2 separate regions of the Sus scrofa genome follow, and region 1 is linked to region 2. A link is a contact called in public HiChIP or PLAC-seq data. All regions are on one chromosome and are shown on one strand. The core of a region is the stretch at or near the end of the contact, and the rest is flanking DNA. Distances in the headings are between cores, read along the strand shown. Region 1 overlaps GPR107 (protein GPR107). Region 2 overlaps FNBP1 (formin-binding protein 1).

What was found. HiChIP or PLAC-seq counts read pairs in DNA pulled down with a chosen protein or histone mark.
Region 1: an H3K27ac HiChIP or PLAC-seq map of alveolar macrophages shows a contact between it and region 2. The contact joins two enhancer-like sites. A contact is called at or near these places in 1 of 47 Hi-C or Micro-C datasets (liver) and 1 of 2 datasets of contacts at active chromatin or transcription factors (alveolar macrophages).

Annotation. Positions count from the first base shown.
Region 1 is chr1:270,223,480-270,227,135 of Sscrofa11.1, reverse strand. It overlaps GPR107 (protein GPR107), which reads right to left. Exons shown (of 18, transcript XM_021070180.1): 12 at 3,494-3,611; 13 at 1-39. Among named protein-coding and RNA genes, the nearest start is that of GPR107, 35 kb to the right of the region's middle. Within about 2 kb of position 1,810, at least 17 of the 83 cell types and tissues checked have an H3K27ac peak or open chromatin away from gene starts, as enhancers often do. A contact at or near this core is called in alveolar macrophages, where this site is marked.
Region 2 is chr1:270,075,065-270,078,643 of Sscrofa11.1, reverse strand. The region is part of intron 6 of FNBP1 (formin-binding protein 1); the gene reads left to right. Among named protein-coding and RNA genes, the nearest start is that of USP20, 81 kb to the right of the region's middle. Within about 2 kb of position 1,738, at least 19 of the 83 cell types and tissues checked have an H3K27ac peak or open chromatin away from gene starts, as enhancers often do. A contact at or near this core is called in alveolar macrophages, where this site is marked.

The DNA of each region.
Region 1 (3,656 bases), core at 561-3,060, 150 kb before region 2:
GGTGGACTCTATGATGATGTAGGCCACGTTCGCCAGGACCTACAGGACACAGGAGGTGCTGAGGCGCCAGGGCGTGGGCAGATGGTTGGCATGGGGACCCCCAGGCCTACAGGCCCCAACTTGGGACCACGGCGTGATTTCCAGCTCCACACGCCCGGGCAGAGGTCTGCTTCCCCCCAGTCAAGGCGCCATTTCTGTGCCCTTGTGTTCGGGCCGTGGGCTGCAGCAGCTTGGGGGGGGGGTCTCAGCTGCCAGCCCAGGGGTGGAACCCGGGCTGCAGAGATCAAAGGGCCAAGTCCTAGCCATTAGGCCAGCAGAGACTGCCCGGTGCCCTCTCCTGAGCTTGCCTTGCCCTGCTCCAGGGAACACTGAGGGAGTGATGCATGCGTGCGACCTCTGACCTAGGTCACACGAGGAGAGACTGCACCTGCCTGGCTCTCACGGGACACAGCTCTGGAGCCCTGAGCTGACTTGTTAGGAGTCTGACTGCCCTGCAGCCACCACACCGGGGACCAGGAAGAGAGATGCCTGGGAGATGCCCAGAGGACACCTGGGAGCCTCGCTGCTCCCACCTCACCTGATCAAGGCCTCCCCGCCCAGGAGACGGAGGCTCATGAAGACCTGAAGGTGACAACACCCCCAGCGCCATTTGACTGTAGTTGCACTGATTAAGCCACTGCCCAAGGTGAGAGGGCAAATGGTTACTGTGGTGTGAAGTTACTGGGCTCAGGGCAACTTGCTACACAGCCACAGGCGACCGGGACACTGCTCTCGGGGCACCTTCGGCCTCAGCAGAGTCAGAAACAGGTGGCACTCTGCATCAGATCCACCACGATGCCCATGCCCTCAGGCTGCACTCTCCCTGCCCCAGGGCTCCGGCTCCCAGGGTCAGATAACGGGGTGCTTTATCAGAGACCAGAGCAGCAAGGAGGGCCGGCTTCAGCCCTGGGCGTGCGTGGCCACGCCCATCCGCACAGGAACAACCCGCTCAGCCTGCTCCACAGCGTGTTTCTCCCCACCGCGCTGCGCTCTCAGCATCCACACCCTGCTTCAATTTCCAAAGTGAAGGCTGTGCCTTGTGTGTTCAGTGCTGCCATCAAGCTCTCAGCAGGCCATGCTGGCTAAGCAGACGGCGGTGTTTTAAAAACTGAGGTACGGAGCTCCTGTGTGGCACAGTGGAAACAAATCCAACTAGGAACCATATGGTTGCGGGTTGGATCCCTGGCCTAGCTCAGTGGGTTAAGGATCTGGTGTTGCCGTGATCCTGCACTGCTGTGGCTGTGGCATAGGCTGGTAGCTATAGCTCCAATTGGACCCTAACTTGAGAACTTCCATATGCTGCGGGTGAAGCCCTAAAAAATCAAAAAATAAAATAAATAAAAATTAAAAACTGGTACTACTGAGCATAAGGGAGCATGATTTATGAGATATTCTTTCGAAGATCATCATTAGGCTGAAAGCAGAGATGACAATTCCATGAGAAGTCCACGGTCCCCAATACTCTGTCTCCCTACAGGTAGCTCCCTACACGTCTACAAAAATGTGACACCTGGCGCTAGGACGTGGGAAGGGTAGTTTCTCTTACCATCTAGGACTTAGCAGCTAAATCATCACGGAAGCCATCTTTCACCTAATACAAATGCAAAAACTAGTTTGAAGTTTCACTGTCCTACCTCAGACCCCGCCTCTGGGCTCCCCCTGAAGCCCAGTCGCTCCTAAACGTCTGCGTCTATGACTCCGCCCATGACTGACTCCGCCTATGACGACACATGGGAAACAAAGCCTTTCCCAGCTGAAACGGCTGATGGCACTGTGTGCATAGTTCACACTCTTAATGGGAGGCACAAAATGCCCCCAGAGGGGCTGCTGTGGAACCAAGTGCCAACAATGTCCTTGAAACTCCTTTTTTTTGGTCTTTTCAGGGCCGCACCCAAGGCATATGGAGGTTCCCAGGCTAGCGGTCTCATCGGAGCTGTAGCTGCCGGCCTACCCAGAGCCACAGCAATGTGGGATCCGAGCCGCGTCTGCGACCTACACCACAGCTCACAGCAACGCCGGATCCTTAACCCACTGAGCGAGGCCAGGGATCGAACCGGCAATCTCATGGTTCCTAGTCGGATTTGTTAACCACTGAGTCACGATGGGAACTCCTGAAATTCCATTTTTACTTCGCCCACTCCCTACCCAGAAATGCACAGTGACTCTCTGTAGCCAAAGGGAAACAGCTGCACTTTCTAGGCTGATGTTGGAGGACTTTGCAGGCTAGTCCTTATGTTTAAATACTTATAATTTCCTTATATTTAATTTTTAAATGGCCTTGTGTCCTCAGTGACCTGCCCTGTAACTGTGGGCTGTCTTCCTTCTGGGGAGCACAAGCATTACGTCACAGTTCCGGCTGGGCCAAGAGGATGCAAACAGGAGGGGAAGGGGATGGAGCAGCAGGAAGACGGGGAGGAGGACCGTGGCCCATCACGTCCAAGCTCTGAGACCTTGGCTGGCGGAAGAACTCAGCACAGCAGAGTGGCGGCCCTGGCAGCTGAATGAACGGCCAAGCGCCGTGCAGCCCCTGGCCTCTCCTGCTCACTAGACGGCACTGTCAGGTCTGCCTCTGTCCTGGTTCTTTCCCATCTCTACCACAAAGCCCTTCTGGTCATGCAGAGGGGGGCGAACACTCTCTCCTTGGAAACCTACAGCAACTGGTCTGTACCATTCCTCGCGCACTAACCTATGTCCCTTAGCATTGAATGGGAAGATAGCCCAGCTGCCAACATCGCCAAACTGCCCATCACCAGCGTCGAGCCAGCTGACCTGGGGCCTGGAGAGCCGTCCCCTTCCCTGCGCAGCTGCCACACTAGCCTGGGCTCCGAAATGATCAGCTGTTGCGAACAAGTTTACCCAACAGATGCCCTCTGGTCGAGCAGCGCTGGGCAGCTGTGCATCTCAGCTAGGATCCCCCTGCTGACTCCGCGTCCCTTTCGTCCCTGTTCTATCCCCAGGAAGACTTACACGCGAGCCAAGGCTCCTCCCCTGAAGGGCTCTCAAGCTTGTAAAGCTGGCCTCAGCCCAGGGCCCTACACATACGAAGCATTTAATAAACGTCGGGCCCAATACCTAATATTCTACTCACTGACGTACGTCATTCACGGTTTTAAAATATTTTATTAATAACACCGCCGGGTAGCTGAGTGTCTCTGCTAAGAGGATCAGCTGGTTACAGGGCAAACAGAGGCAGAAAGTAGGCAGCGTGTCTCCCCGACATCTCAGCAGCTCCCTCGTCACCCACCGGCCCAAGGACGGCGGATGGTGTGGCAGCTCCCAGGGCGATGACCCAAGGTCTAGGTCATCAAAACTCAGGTCGAGACGCCCAGTCCTCAATCCCGAGGGCAGAGGCTGGGGTTTCCGGGACAGCCGACGCCCCCTGCCCACACAGGCCTGAGCTGGGCCGTGCTTGGGGTCAGGAGCGAATGAGACCACGGGGTGAGGGCCCCTTTACCTGGAGCGGGATGACGATCATGAAGATCTTCTTGTCTTTATCAGAAAGGATGTGCTTGATGAAAGCCCAGCCGGTGCCAATGAGCGCGATGGTGATGAAGAGCAGCGCCCCCTTCAGGCTGCAGAAGGGAAAACTCAGTGAGCACCAAAGGGTCTCTTAGACT
Region 2 (3,579 bases), core at 489-2,988:
CGCATTCCTGGGCCTGGGATTCAGCCGTGGGTATTAATTCAAAGCAGCTGGACCCTGAGGTTGAGAGTAAGACAGTCCTGTCTTCCTGCTGTGGCCTTGCAGAATTTGATCTGGGACAGTATTCTGCTACTTTTAAATCTTGCTTTATCTTTCGAGTGAGTAAGAAAGAGACTCTAGAGAGACTAGGCTTTTGCATACTTATGTTCAAGCTTTTCTTTCTTTCTTTCTTTTTTTTTTTTTTTTTTTGTCTTTTTTCTCTTTTTAGGGCCACACTTGCTGCCTATGGAGGTTCCCAGGCTAGGGGTCCAATCGGAGCTGTAGCTGCTGGCCTACACCACAGCCACAGCAACGTGGGATCCGAGCTGCGTCTTCGACCTGCACCACAGCTCACAGCAACGATGGATCCTTAATCCACTGAGCAAGGCCAGGGATTGAACCTGTGTCCTCATGGATGCTAGTCGGGTTCGCTAACCGCTGAGCCACGACGGGAATTCTTTTTTATTTTATTTTATTTTTGGGGGTCTTTTTTGTCAAGCTTTTTCTCTCAAGAAAACTCCCAGAGTGATAATGTTTCTTTACCAGAAGGTAGACCCATTCCCTCTGGAATCTGTTTGTTTCCCTTTTTTGGGGGGTGGGGTGGAGGAGAGGTGCCTGTGGCATGTGGAAGTTCCCAGGCCACAGCCGTGACAATGCTGATCCTTAACCTGCTGTGCCACCGGGAAACTCCTGTTTGCTTTCTTCTACTCAGCTAACTTTTCAGGCTGGATTTTATACATGTTATTTCTTATCTTAATTTATTTCATAATTTATATCTAGTGGTCCCTAGTTAAATGTCAGGATTAGACAGTGTACAGGGCATCATGAAACTATTGTGAGTTATTATGTTTATAAATGCAATGATACAAAACAAAAATATTATTAAGGATTCTGGGGAGCTTGGAGGAAGAGGGTGACCGTCACTTCCAATCAAATGCTGCTGGGGTACCTCCAGCAGGCTTGCCTCCACTTCCTATGAATGAAACATTCAGTGGTCGTTATGATGGATTTATTGTCAGGAAGCATTAATCTGTTTATGGGGGGGTACATAAATACATACATATGTAATGATGACATTCTTTTTAAAAATTATCATTATTATTATTGGCCATGCTGTGGCATGCGAAGTTCCTGGGCCAGGGATTGAACCCGTGCCATAGCAGCACCCTGAGCCACAGCAGTGACAGCACTGAGTCCTTAACCTGCTGAGCCCCCAGGGACCTCCCTAAGGATGACATTCTCATCTCTGTCTCAGAACTAAGCTCTTTTAAGTTGTTACCAAGTTAGACTCATTTCTCCAGAATGAACATGGAGGTTTTCCATCCTGGTACTCTTGTTACCAAAGAGCCGAGGGAACGTGCTTGCTCTCGGATTTTTCTGAGACTTTCTGGGGAAGATTCGTGAATGAAATAGAGATTTTTTTAGACATCTGAGGTCTACCTGGGATTTCCTCGCTGTTGTTTTTCTTCCCACAGTCATGACAGAGTGATACGTGATGCTCTAGATAATTGAAAGAGTTAAAGGGATTTTTGAGTTGGCCGCATTAGGGGGACAGATGGGCTGCACACAGGTAGCGGGGGAAGCTCTGATTTGAACAGAGGAGGGTTCCTGGTATTGGAAGGGCATGGACGGTGCAGGGTACCCGAGGGCCTGACATGCTGGGGACCAGCGTTAAGGTATTCACTAGCGGACGTGGTAAAGCGGAAGCCGAAGCATATGGTCAGGAAGGGAGTTGACAGGCCGCCGACAAAGAGGAAGAATGTGGCAGTTGAACTCACCGAGGGGAGACATGGTTTTGAGATACCTAAAGGCCTTCGGAAACAAAGAGACCTCAAGTCATAAGGAAATCAGTTTGGAAATATTAATATCACTACCTTCATTTGGGAAGTGTTTACCTATGAATAGGGAAGAAAATTGAGGAAGTGGTTCTGGAAGACTTTTCGGGGATACAGAGATGAGTGAGGCAGGTCACGGAAGTCAGATCAGGTGAAGCTTTCAAGTCGCGAAGGCAGGAAACCGATCAAGGACACTGAGACGTGAAAAACCCATCTCAGTCTGAAACCACTGCTCCGACAGAGAGCGGTGACACAGACCACTCCGGCAGGTCTTCTTTCTGCTGGCATTTGAACGTTTCTCCGTTTTTTTTTTTGTTTTTTTTTTTAACTGTTAGGTTCAGTAAAATAAAACAAAACACAAACAAAAGTTGCCTTGGCTCTGTTGGAACAGGGCCCTTTTCCTGTTGTGTTCTTGGCTCAGGGTATCAGTTTGCCAAGGATACAGGCCAAGCCATCTCTTCATCTGGCAGGGGGTAGTTTTGGACCTCGGTGGGGTTGGAGATTCGTGAGATTATATTTATCAAGGTGCTGGAGGAATCTGAGGAGGTATTACCAGCGAAACCACCTTTGGTATTTGTGGATGACTTTGGAATTTATAGACATTCTTGTGTGAACATTTATAGATCAATTCGGCAGCTTGTTGGGGACAGCCCCTTTCTGCAGCTTGTTTGTGTGTAATTAACCAAAACGTGAATGAGAAGAGAGAAGCAAATTTATGCATTGGAGAAAAGCAATGTGGTAAACACAAAATAGCACACACACATTTAAAAAAAAAAAAAAAAAAAAAGGAGTTCCCGTCGTGGCGCAGTGGTTAACGAATCCGAATAGGAACCATGAGGTTGCGGGTTCGGTCCCTGCCCTTGCTCAGTGGGTTAACGATCCGGCGTTGCCGGGAGCTGTGGTGTAGGTTGCAGACGCGGCTCGGATCCCACGTTGCTGTGGCTCTGGCGTCGGCCGGTGGCTACAGCTCCGATTCAACCCCTAGCCTGGGAACCTCCATATGCTGCGGGAGCGGCCCAAGAAATAGCAACAACAACAACAACAAAAAGACAAAAAAAAAAAAAAAAAAGGACAAAAGACAAAAAAAAAAAGAGCCCAAAGAGGGCTCCGTACTTACTGCTTCTTTAAAGTATATCTGGAATTCCCTCGTGCAGCGTGAGAAGGATCTGGCGTTGTCACTGCAGTGGTTAAGGCCACTGCTCTGGTGAGGGTTTGATCCCTGGCTCTGGAACTTCCATGTGCCACAGGAGCAGCCAAAAAAGAAAAAAAAAAAAAAAAAAAAAGGTAAAATAAATTAAAGTGTATTTTGGAAATAAACATAGTGGAGAGTTATAGAAAGACCCATTTCAATCACTGGTTCACATGCCTTTTTATTCATCAAACTCCATTGAGAACTGGATAAAAAAAATTTATAGGGGAGTTCCCGTCGTGGCACAGTGGTTAAAGAATCTGACTAGGAACCATGAAGTTGCGGGTTCGATCCCTGGCCTTGCTCAGTGGGTTAAGGATCCGGCATTGCCGTGAGCTGTGGTGTAGGTTGCAGACGCAGCTCAGATCCCGAGTTGCTGTGGCTCTGGCGTAGGCCAGTGGCGACAGCTCTGATTCGACCCCTAGCCTGGGAACCTCCACATGTGGTGGGTGCAGCTCTAAAAGGACAAAAGACAAAAAAATTGAAATATAGTTGGTTTATAATATTGTTACTTTCAGA